2 separate regions of the Gossypium hirsutum genome follow, and region 1 is linked to region 2. Evidence: chromatin contacts called from public Hi-C data. All regions are on one chromosome and are shown on one strand. The core of a region is the stretch at or near the end of the contact, and the rest is flanking DNA. Distances in the headings are between cores, read along the strand shown. Region 1 holds the start of LOC107892690. Region 2 holds the start of LOC107892062.

Region 1 (4,867 bases), core at 2,340-4,839, 160 kb before region 2:
TCGGAAAGAACTTACCCAAAATACAACAAAGTCTATATAGCAAAACCTTTGCCTTTATCACTAGGACCTTCTATAGTGCCTTGAGCTAAAATATAAATAAATAAACTTATCATAGCATTACACCATTGAAAACAAACATGCATGCAAGAAACATTAACGCTTAATCCAGAATCAAGAAGCTTCCTTCCTTACATACTAATTTGACACTTTTGCATGCAGAGTTAAAATACATAAATAATTATGAAAATAACCTAGCGTTCATCAGTATTTACCAGAGAGCTAAGCAAATGTAGGAGTTGACTAAATACAATGAACTCAACTATAGACAGGTTTCTGGACTTAAACTTTTTAGAGACCGCATAGATAATTATGTTTGATAAAGTGTTGAAAATTTTAATTAATTGAAAATTCATACTTTTAACAATTAAATTTTTTAAGCACATTTGATAACCTACTCTAAAAACTATTAAATAGAATTTTCTTTAACAAAAAGTATAGAAAATGATAAGTAGATAGAGGCTTACTTATCACTTAATAAAAAATAAATTTAATGAATTCTAGTTTTATTTTATTTCAGTTAAAATTATATTATCATTTATCAAACAACATAATTATATTTAGTATTTAATTTTAAATAAAATACTAAACATATTTTATAACTTAAATTCAACACTTAATTTTTTAATCTTTAATTTTCAGCATTTAATTTTTCAATAATATCTAATTTATAAAAAAAATAGTAATATTTTATTTTTAATTTTTTATTATGAGCATAAAAAAATATAACTAAAATAAAATAAATAATGTAAATATATAATTTGATTAATTACAAATGTAAAAAAAAAGAGATAAAAGTAATAACCATGTATACTTAAAAAGTATAAATTTATTGCATTAAATTAATTTTAATGGGACCAAATCGAATTTTATCAATTTTGAGAATAAATAACTCCATAGTTAAAAAAAAAGGTTTTAAAAAGTTGAGGTGGGAACCCTAACTGCCCCTACCTACGCCCGTACCCCCCCCCCCCGGCGCCCCGCACCACCTTAGAAGCACCCATTTAAACTATCACACGGATACAGACACGATCTGCAAATCAATTCTGTGACCTTAGGGTATGGTGTATATCCTTAATTAATAGGCCAAATGCTGGGTTAAAAAAAGTTGTTAATTTTTGTGTATTCTATAAAAGATTAAATTAGTAAATAACAATTCAAGTCATCTATCTACTTCAATGGAGCTCCAACCAGAAGGCTTCTGCACATTGTTCCCGTCCATCAACTCTCTCATTTTCGTAGCAGCATCCCATCTATCTGAGATTGCATAAGTGTTTGACAAGAGAACATAATTTCCACTGTTAGAAGGATCCCGTTCAATAAGGTTGTTTGTGGCAATCTCAGCTAAGACTACATTTCCATGAAGCTTACATGCACCCAACAATATCCTCCACAGTACCACATCTGGATGTACAGGCATTTTCTTAATGAACTCGTAGGCCCTTTCTAGATACCCAGAACGACTTAAAAGATCCACAACACAGCCATAATGCTTCATTTCAGGGGTTAGTCCATGAACTTTTTCCATACTTTCAAAAAATTCCAACCCTTTATCTACCCATCCAGCATGAGTGCATGCAAGCAAAATCCCAACAAAGCACCCGTGAGTTGGGCCAACACCATCTTTCAACATCTGTGAGAAATATTCAAGTGCAGAATCAGCAAAACCATTAACAGCAAGTCCTGAGATAACTGAAGTCCATGAAACAGAATCCTTCTCTTTCATATCGTGGAATACTTCCAAAGCCCTCTTAACCACACCACACTTGAAATACATATCAATCAAGGAGTTTCCAACATAAACATCGGCTCGTATACCATGCTTGCAGATATAGTCATGAACTGCCTGTCCAACATCAAGAACACCCAAGTTGGCACAAGTAGAAAGAACAGTAGCCACTGTAATCTCATCAGGTGTAACCTTAGCAGCCATCATATCTTGGAAAAGCTTCAATGCATCTTTAAATTGGTTAACTTGAGAGTAACCTGTAATCATGGAAGTCCAAGAAATCACATCCCTTTGCTTCATGTTGTCAAAACCTTCCTTGCTTCAACAACTTGCCCTGCTTTTATGTACCCCTTGATCAATGCATTCCAAGACACTAAATTTCTCTCAGGCATTCTATCAAAAACTTCCCGTGCTAAATTAACTAAACCACGTTTTCCATACATATCTATCAAAGTGTTACCCAAATAAACATCAACATGAATGCAATTTTCCTCAATATATTTGACCATAGAATCTGCCAAACCCATGTTATCCGTATAACAACAAGCTAAAATAACTTTCACCATTGTCACAGCATCAGCTTTCACATTATCTTCTTGCATTGCGTTAAACAAACCCAACAATTCCTTGAACTTTTTGCATTGACTGTACCCACAAATCAAAGAATTCCAAGAAACTAAATCTCTTTTGCCCATTGTATCAAACACTTTCCTCGCAAAATCCAAATCACCACAGCTAGAGTACATATGAATCAACGCATTTGCAACGAATAAATAGGAATCAAACCCTAGTTTCACAGCATGAACATGAAACTTTTGACCGGTTTTAATATCTAAAACTCGAGCACAGGCCTTGAAAACAAAAATAAAAGTCATATTATCACCAGAAAAACCGTGGAAACAGTACATTTTGTAATAGATTTTAATAGCTTCAATGGGTTGGGTACTCTGGGAAAAACCACGGATCATGAGATTAAAGTTTAACAAAGTGGGTAGTTTAATTTGATTGAAAACGAGATAGGCTTTGTGCAAATGAAAGGGAGCAAGACAGTAAGCTCTGATAACGGAAGATATTGAAGAGGAATCATCGTGGCGGTGGGTCTTGATTAAATACGCGTGAAGCTCTTTAGCGACGGTGATAGACAGGGGATTCTTGGTTACTCGATCTGGTTTTAAACGGGATGAGAAGCTGGTGAAACGTCGCGAAATGGGCCTTGCAAGTTTCATGAACAGCGGAGGTTCAAGTAGCAGAATATTTGGAGTCAATTTCTTGTATTAGGCTCACGATGTATGAACTTGTTTCTTAAATCTTACCACCATTTTTAGGCTTAATGTATGATTTGGCACCCGAAGTATACTTGTTTTCTCATTTTAGTATTAAAATTTTTATGCTTAATTCATTATTTTATAGATTAATTATTTTATTATTTAATAATATATTATTTTTAAAATAAATATTTTTTAGGGTAATTTTTAGCTTGGGATATTGGCGATGGTGGACAATAATGGTGGCAGGCCTAATACCGGCATTAGGAGAGTAACTAAGAAAGTGAAAAGGCGACCGGAGTCATCACAAGAAGCGGATGATCCAACAGTTGATGGAGATGGTCAGCAAATCCAAAACCAGGATACAACTAGAATCACATATAAGGCAACGCTAATGGGGGATGTCCATGAGGCAGTACAACATACTAGAATGGAAGAAGGTTTTGAACTGCAAGATGGGGACGTGGTTATGAAATGGTGGACGGAGTTCCATTGGTAACGTTTTCGAATCGTGTTCACAAATTTATTGAGCGTAAAATGTCAAGAACTGTGATCGTCAAGCTTTTAGGGTCCAAAATTGGGTTTAATGCACTTAGCAAAAAGATTACGCTTCTGTGGAAACCCAAAGGCTCATTCCAACTCATGGATTTGGATAATGAGTTTTACTTGGTTCAGTTTGATGATACAGATGACTATAAAAATGTGTTAACAGGAGGCCCTTGGGTTGTTTATGGTAATTATCTGACGGTTCGTCCATGGTCTCTGGATTTTTCATCCACGAATGCTGATATGAGTATTCAAGTTGTTTGGATTAGATTACCAGGTTTACTTGAAGGGTTCTACTCAAAGGTCTTGCTCAGAGCTATTGGGCAGATTATTGGACCAGTTATCAAACTCAATATTAATACGAATCTTGAAAGGAAGGGTCAGTTTACTAGATTAGCGGTCTGTGTTGATCTGCAGAAACTGTTAATTTCAAAAGTGAGAATCAATGATCAATTACAGCGGGTTGAGTATGAATCATTACGGAACGTCTGTTTTCAGTGTGGTTTATACAGCCATAGCTCTGAAGGTTGCATTGGCACGAAAGGACCGCAACCGGGCAAGGAAAATGAATCGTTAGGAATAGTTGGGGTTTCATCGGGTATCTAGAAGCGAGTGGAGGAAGAGGCCTTTGGCCCTTAGATGTTGGTTGAGAGGCATCGTGGGGGAAAGGCCCGGAGCAACGGTGAACCTAGAAACAGTGGCCGAAGAGCCAATCAAGGAGGATCTAGATTTTCAATTCTGGAAAAGGAAGATGGATTGAATCAAGACGTATTTAGTGGGCAGGTTGAAGATATGTAGGAGATCGAATGGCAAAAATGATGACTAAGGGAGCAAATGGGGTTAGGAAGATGGGGCCGAATAGGAAAGGTAAAGGAGTTCTTATTGGACATAGGCCTAAAGTTGGGCCAAAAATTTTGAAACCCATTAATTCTAATGGGGAAACATCAGGGCTTAACCAGAAAAAATTTGATGATGGCTCCTCTATGGCCCATGATAAGGTGGACAAGGTGATTGATGTGGGGGGTTTCAATCCCGTTCAGATTTCGAACCATCTAAATGCTATAAATCACCAGGCCATTCAGGTTGGTGGTATAGAACAATCTGTGGTATCGACAGGCAAAGAATTAATGGGTATGATGATAGGTAAGGAAAAACGATTGTTCTGTTTTGGAATTGGTTTCGTTGGAGAGGTTGCACCGAAGTAGAATTCCTCAATCTTTGTGGAAGGAAATTAATAGTGGAAGAAACCACCAGATAGTTCATTTGTTGA
Region 2 (4,603 bases), core at 1,812-4,311:
ATTGAGGACCGAATACTAACTACAATGAGCGATAGGAAGCTTATGGCAGCACATACACCATCGGTATTGCCTACGGCACGTTGCTTCCAACTACTATAGGCAATATCCATCTAAAAGTGAACGACGACAAGTGACCAACATGGGTATTTAGTCTCTATTAATATAATTTCGTTTGTCATTTTAAATTTATTCTAAATGAAAGAGTGGTATGTAATATTCGCTATGAACTTATATAGGCAGGGTATGAAATAAGTAAAGACCGTTTTCATGAGATGTTGGCAGTTTTGCATTCAATTAATAAGGAAGGCGCGGACTACCTTGGCAGTGTTGGGTCGGGTGACTATGTCAGTGCTGTTGCTGGGCCCGGTGATTGTGTGGGCGCTGTTGATGGGCCTGTGTTGTCGTCCATTCTTCTTGGATTTAAAGGGCCACTCGTTCCCTTTGGACACACAATTACCGTTGCCTCTCCTCTTCCGACAGTAAATACGGCTTGCCATAGATCCTAAACCAAGGCATGTATTCCGGCACGCACGCTAAATTTGAAACGATGATCGGTTCCCGAGTAGGTATATAATCATATCGATTTTCCCACATTTAGATATAGTGTGACTAGAATCTCGGCCAATCCGCATGCAATTGCCATAAGTTGATTCTGTGATGATCATCCAACACCTCAGGTGCCACGGAAATCAGTTGTCGAAATCCAAATTTTCGTAATACTCTGTCTGACTGGTGCATCTCCACCATCGCAAATTTGACCAATGGGACTTACACATGCCAAGCGTTCAGATTTTAGAAGTACTCATCCAGAATTACTGCTCAAATTGCCAGATCCTCGTATGGTGTCCATTGAAACTATATAAACATTATGAAAATATTAGTTATATACATAATACTAAATACTAAATACTAAACACTAAATACGAATCGACTATCTCATTATGTATATCTATTTTATTTAATACTTACTTGTGCTTCTGACCATTGGTCTAATAGAAGCTTTATATCTTCAAAAGAGGTAGGTAATTGAGCATAACTTGCAGAATGGTTCCACCTAATAAAATAATTTTTTAGCATACGATTATATTTTAAATCTAAATAATAATTGTAAAATCTAATAAAAAATTTACCTCGTTATGAGTGGGAATGTATATGGGTGGTCCACTCGAGGACGTAAAAATGGAAAGCGAAACCATGCCCATGACTGCAGTAGTGATAGGCAACCTCCGATTTTCACTTTATTTGATCGCGTCGCCCCGCACATCTCCCGATACAATGTTGCCAACACGACGGACCCTAACTAAATTCACCAGCTGCTCTAAAATCAACAAGTTTCAGTAGCCATCTCAGATGTATAAGGTTCTGTGACAAGTCCGACATTAAATAACCTCTAATAATCTCAAGAATGTATGCCCGAGCATATCAAATTCTTTCTAGTTCGGTAGAATCATCATCCGGCTCCGAGAATGTGTCTCATAACCAACCTATCTCGATCCGACCTCCGTTAATGTTGCCAACATGGCAGACCCCTAACTAAATTCACTAGCTGCTCTAAAATCAACAAGTTTCAGTAGCCATCTCAGATGTACAAGGTTCCGTGACAAGTCCGACATCAAATAACCTCCAATGATCTCAAGAATGTATGCCTGAGCATATCGAATTCTTTCTAGTTTGGTAGAATCATCATCCGGCTCTAGGAATGTGTCTCGTAACCAGCCTATCTCGATCCGACCTCCGTTAATGTTGCCAACACGGCAGACCCCTAACTAAATTCACCAGCTGCTCTAAAATCAACAAGTTTCAATAGCCATCTCAGATGTACAAGGTTCCGTGACAAGTCCAACATCAAATAACCTCCAATGATCTCAAGAATGTATGCACGAGCATATCAGATTATTTCTAGTTCGGTAGAATCATCATCTAGCTCAGGGAATGTGTCTCGTAACCAGCCTATCTCGATCCGACCTCCGTTAATATTCTCCGGAATAACACCTAAAAGCTCGTAGCATACCGCTCCCCAATCACCAGATTGAACAGACCCGGTGACTGCGTACCCGTCCACCGGTAATCCCAATTGCAAATTTACGTCTTCCAACGTGATAGTACACTCTCTACATGGAAGATGGAATGTGTGTGTCTCAGGTCTCCACCTCTCTATCAACGCACTAATGAGTTCTGGTCCAACTTGCATCCCCGGCCTACCGTCGCCACGTGACAAAAACCTACTTTCCGCAGGCAATTCTCTATCAACGGTGATGGAGGACCATGCATATTACGGATATAGCATTGTAATATCCGATCTACAGACTTTTATAAGAAATAATAAAATAAAAATTATTTAAAATTGCATAAATGAAAAAAAATCTTAAATAATATTTAAAAATTAAATTTAACACTTACCATTTTCATTTGTTCGACAGATATGTGCTTGTTATCGAGACAAATTAATTCTCCGGCCATTGCTAACACGATCAAATTTTTATGATTTAAAAAAATTCAAAAACAATAAAATTAGAGCTTTATTTAAAATAATTAAATAGAGCTTTAAGAGGAATTTAAGAGGAATTTGAGAGAAATATGAAAGAATATTCGTTAGAAATATGAGAGAATTTGAGAGAAATGATTTAAGTGTGAAAAAAATAAAATGGGGTTTTATAGTTTTTTTTACCGTTTGAGGGGCACCAACGGCTATTTTTTTTATCGTTGGTACTGTAGCAACACAGGAAAAACGCTTCCTCAAGGAAGAGCTTTGTCCACGTGGATACAAAGCGCGTCATCAAGGACGCGTTTTCTGTCCACGTGGACAAAGTGCTTCCTTGAGGAAGCGTTTTCCTGCTTTGTCACCTGACAACGCACTGACGTGATTACGTTTTCGAGAAATTAAGTCATTTCAGTAATTATTTTTTTACCGAGCTCATTTCAGTAATTTTAAAAAAAATGACTTTTATTAGAGCACGTTTGGTTGGATGAAATTGCTATTCCATTTCGCATCAAATCCGCGTGCTACAGTGTTGCATGCATTTGGTTCACCGTTTCCTCTATTCCACTAAATAGCTATTAAATTATCATTCCCTCATCTCACCGTTTAGGTATTCAGGGGTTGGGGTCTGCATACCCATTCAAGGTAACACCGTTTAGGTCTTAGACGAAAATAACCTGCCTCTCTTCTTCCCAAAATTCACTCCAGATTTCTTCTTCCCCAAATCAAGCATCCATTTGCCCTTCATCTTCATCTCCCGGTACATTTTCTTTCACCTCTTTCAAATTTTCTTTTCCCCCTTTCGGTTGAGACTTTTTCTGCTCAACTTTTCTTTTCCCCTTTCAGTCATGTTTTCTTTTTGTTTACACGAATTGAAGAAATAAAGTTTCTATTGGATGCAGTGAAATCTATCAGTACCAGCAAAGTACTGAACTCCTCATCAGAAACTGCCTTTGGAAAGGCTCGTTCGTGAATTTGCCCAAGCCTTTTTAAGGTAATACCAAATTACTGCTTCTTCTTCATTTCTATTTCAGCAAAGGTTTGTTTGCATCTTTGTAATTACATGAACCATACATCAGCTTTGTTTGCATCTTTGTTGATGGTTTGTTTGCATCTTTGTAATTATTTTGATGTTGATGTTTCTATTTCAGCCGATAATGGTAATAGTCTTCTGATAAACCCATTTTTGCCAGTTTTTTGTTTTTAAAATTTTTTAATTGGTTGGCTTTTAGGGTATAAAAGGGAAATGGAGAAATCCTTCATTCCTCATTTTGTTTTTGGTGTTTTGTCTATTTTGGGCATGTCTTTGGTGAATGTTGAATACCTTTACTTGTATTTCACCTGGACTGTTACTTATGGTACCCATTCTATTCTTGGAGTTCCCCAATAGGTTACTCTAATCCCTTGAATGGCTTGTTTAGGACTTGGTTTATCATCCTAATATACTTAAATATTGATCCTTTTATATGTGAGAATTATGACTGACAACTTAATCTCTTTATATCAGTCTAATTAATATCTCAAGCCATTATTTGTTTAAAGTGTTGTGCAGGCATTATTATTGTATCATAAAGAAAAGATTTTGTGATGAAATTTGTAATTAAACTAATATATAACTGTTACTGGACAACCTAGCTGCCATTATTCAAAAAGTTATATAATTCTCGTAGCTTTAGAAAATGAAAGATAGAGAGATCAAAAGTTGTTATTTGCCTTGTGTTCTGTGAATGTCTACTTGGTAATCTTATCAGCTGGTATCTACACTACTTCAATTGCTGCAACATTGGTCATATGGCCAGTTTTATTGTTTTATTATTGCCGTCTTTTCAGCTCTCTTTTGGTCCAGTTTTATAGTATTTCTTAATACCTTTTGCACTGTCAATATATTAAAGCTGTCATTTACCTATCTTTGGAATTGTGAACCTTTTACTCATCTCCTTTGGCATGTGCATGTTTCGCGTACAAAATTATACCATTTATTTGCATAATGCTATTTTCGTATTTATATGACACCATGACGTGGTTAAATGATATGAGTAGGTTACCCTGGTCGAAAGTGAAATGGGATAGTGATTTTTTGCAGAGAAACCACTAACAAATTTTGTTCATACTTTCCAATCCACC

The links. Hi-C and Micro-C count contacts between places; a contact is called where the count stands out from the background.
Region 1: a Hi-C map of leaf shows a contact between it and region 2, with 2.1 times the contacts expected there. The contact joins the promoter of LOC107892690 here to the promoter of LOC107892062 in region 2. A contact is called at or near these places in 4 of 34 Hi-C or Micro-C datasets (callus, hypocotyl and leaf).

What each region holds. Positions count from the first base shown.
Region 1 is chrD09:15,111,317-15,116,183 of Gossypium_hirsutum_v2.1, reverse strand. LOC107892690 reads left to right here and starts at 3,589. Exons shown (of 1, transcript XM_016817749.1): 1 at 3,589-4,203. The coding sequence starts at 3,589. The coding sequence ends at 4,203. It overlaps LOC107892059 (pentatricopeptide repeat-containing protein At2g29760, chloroplastic), which reads right to left and starts at 3,124. Exons shown (of 2, transcript XM_016817030.2): 1 at 2,100-3,124; 2 at 1,112-2,097. The coding sequence starts at 3,012. The coding sequence ends at 1,220.
Region 2 is chrD09:14,954,756-14,959,358 of Gossypium_hirsutum_v2.1, reverse strand. LOC107892062 reads left to right here and starts at 3,061. Exons shown (of 6, transcript XM_016817033.2): 1 at 3,061-3,239; 2 at 3,382-3,473.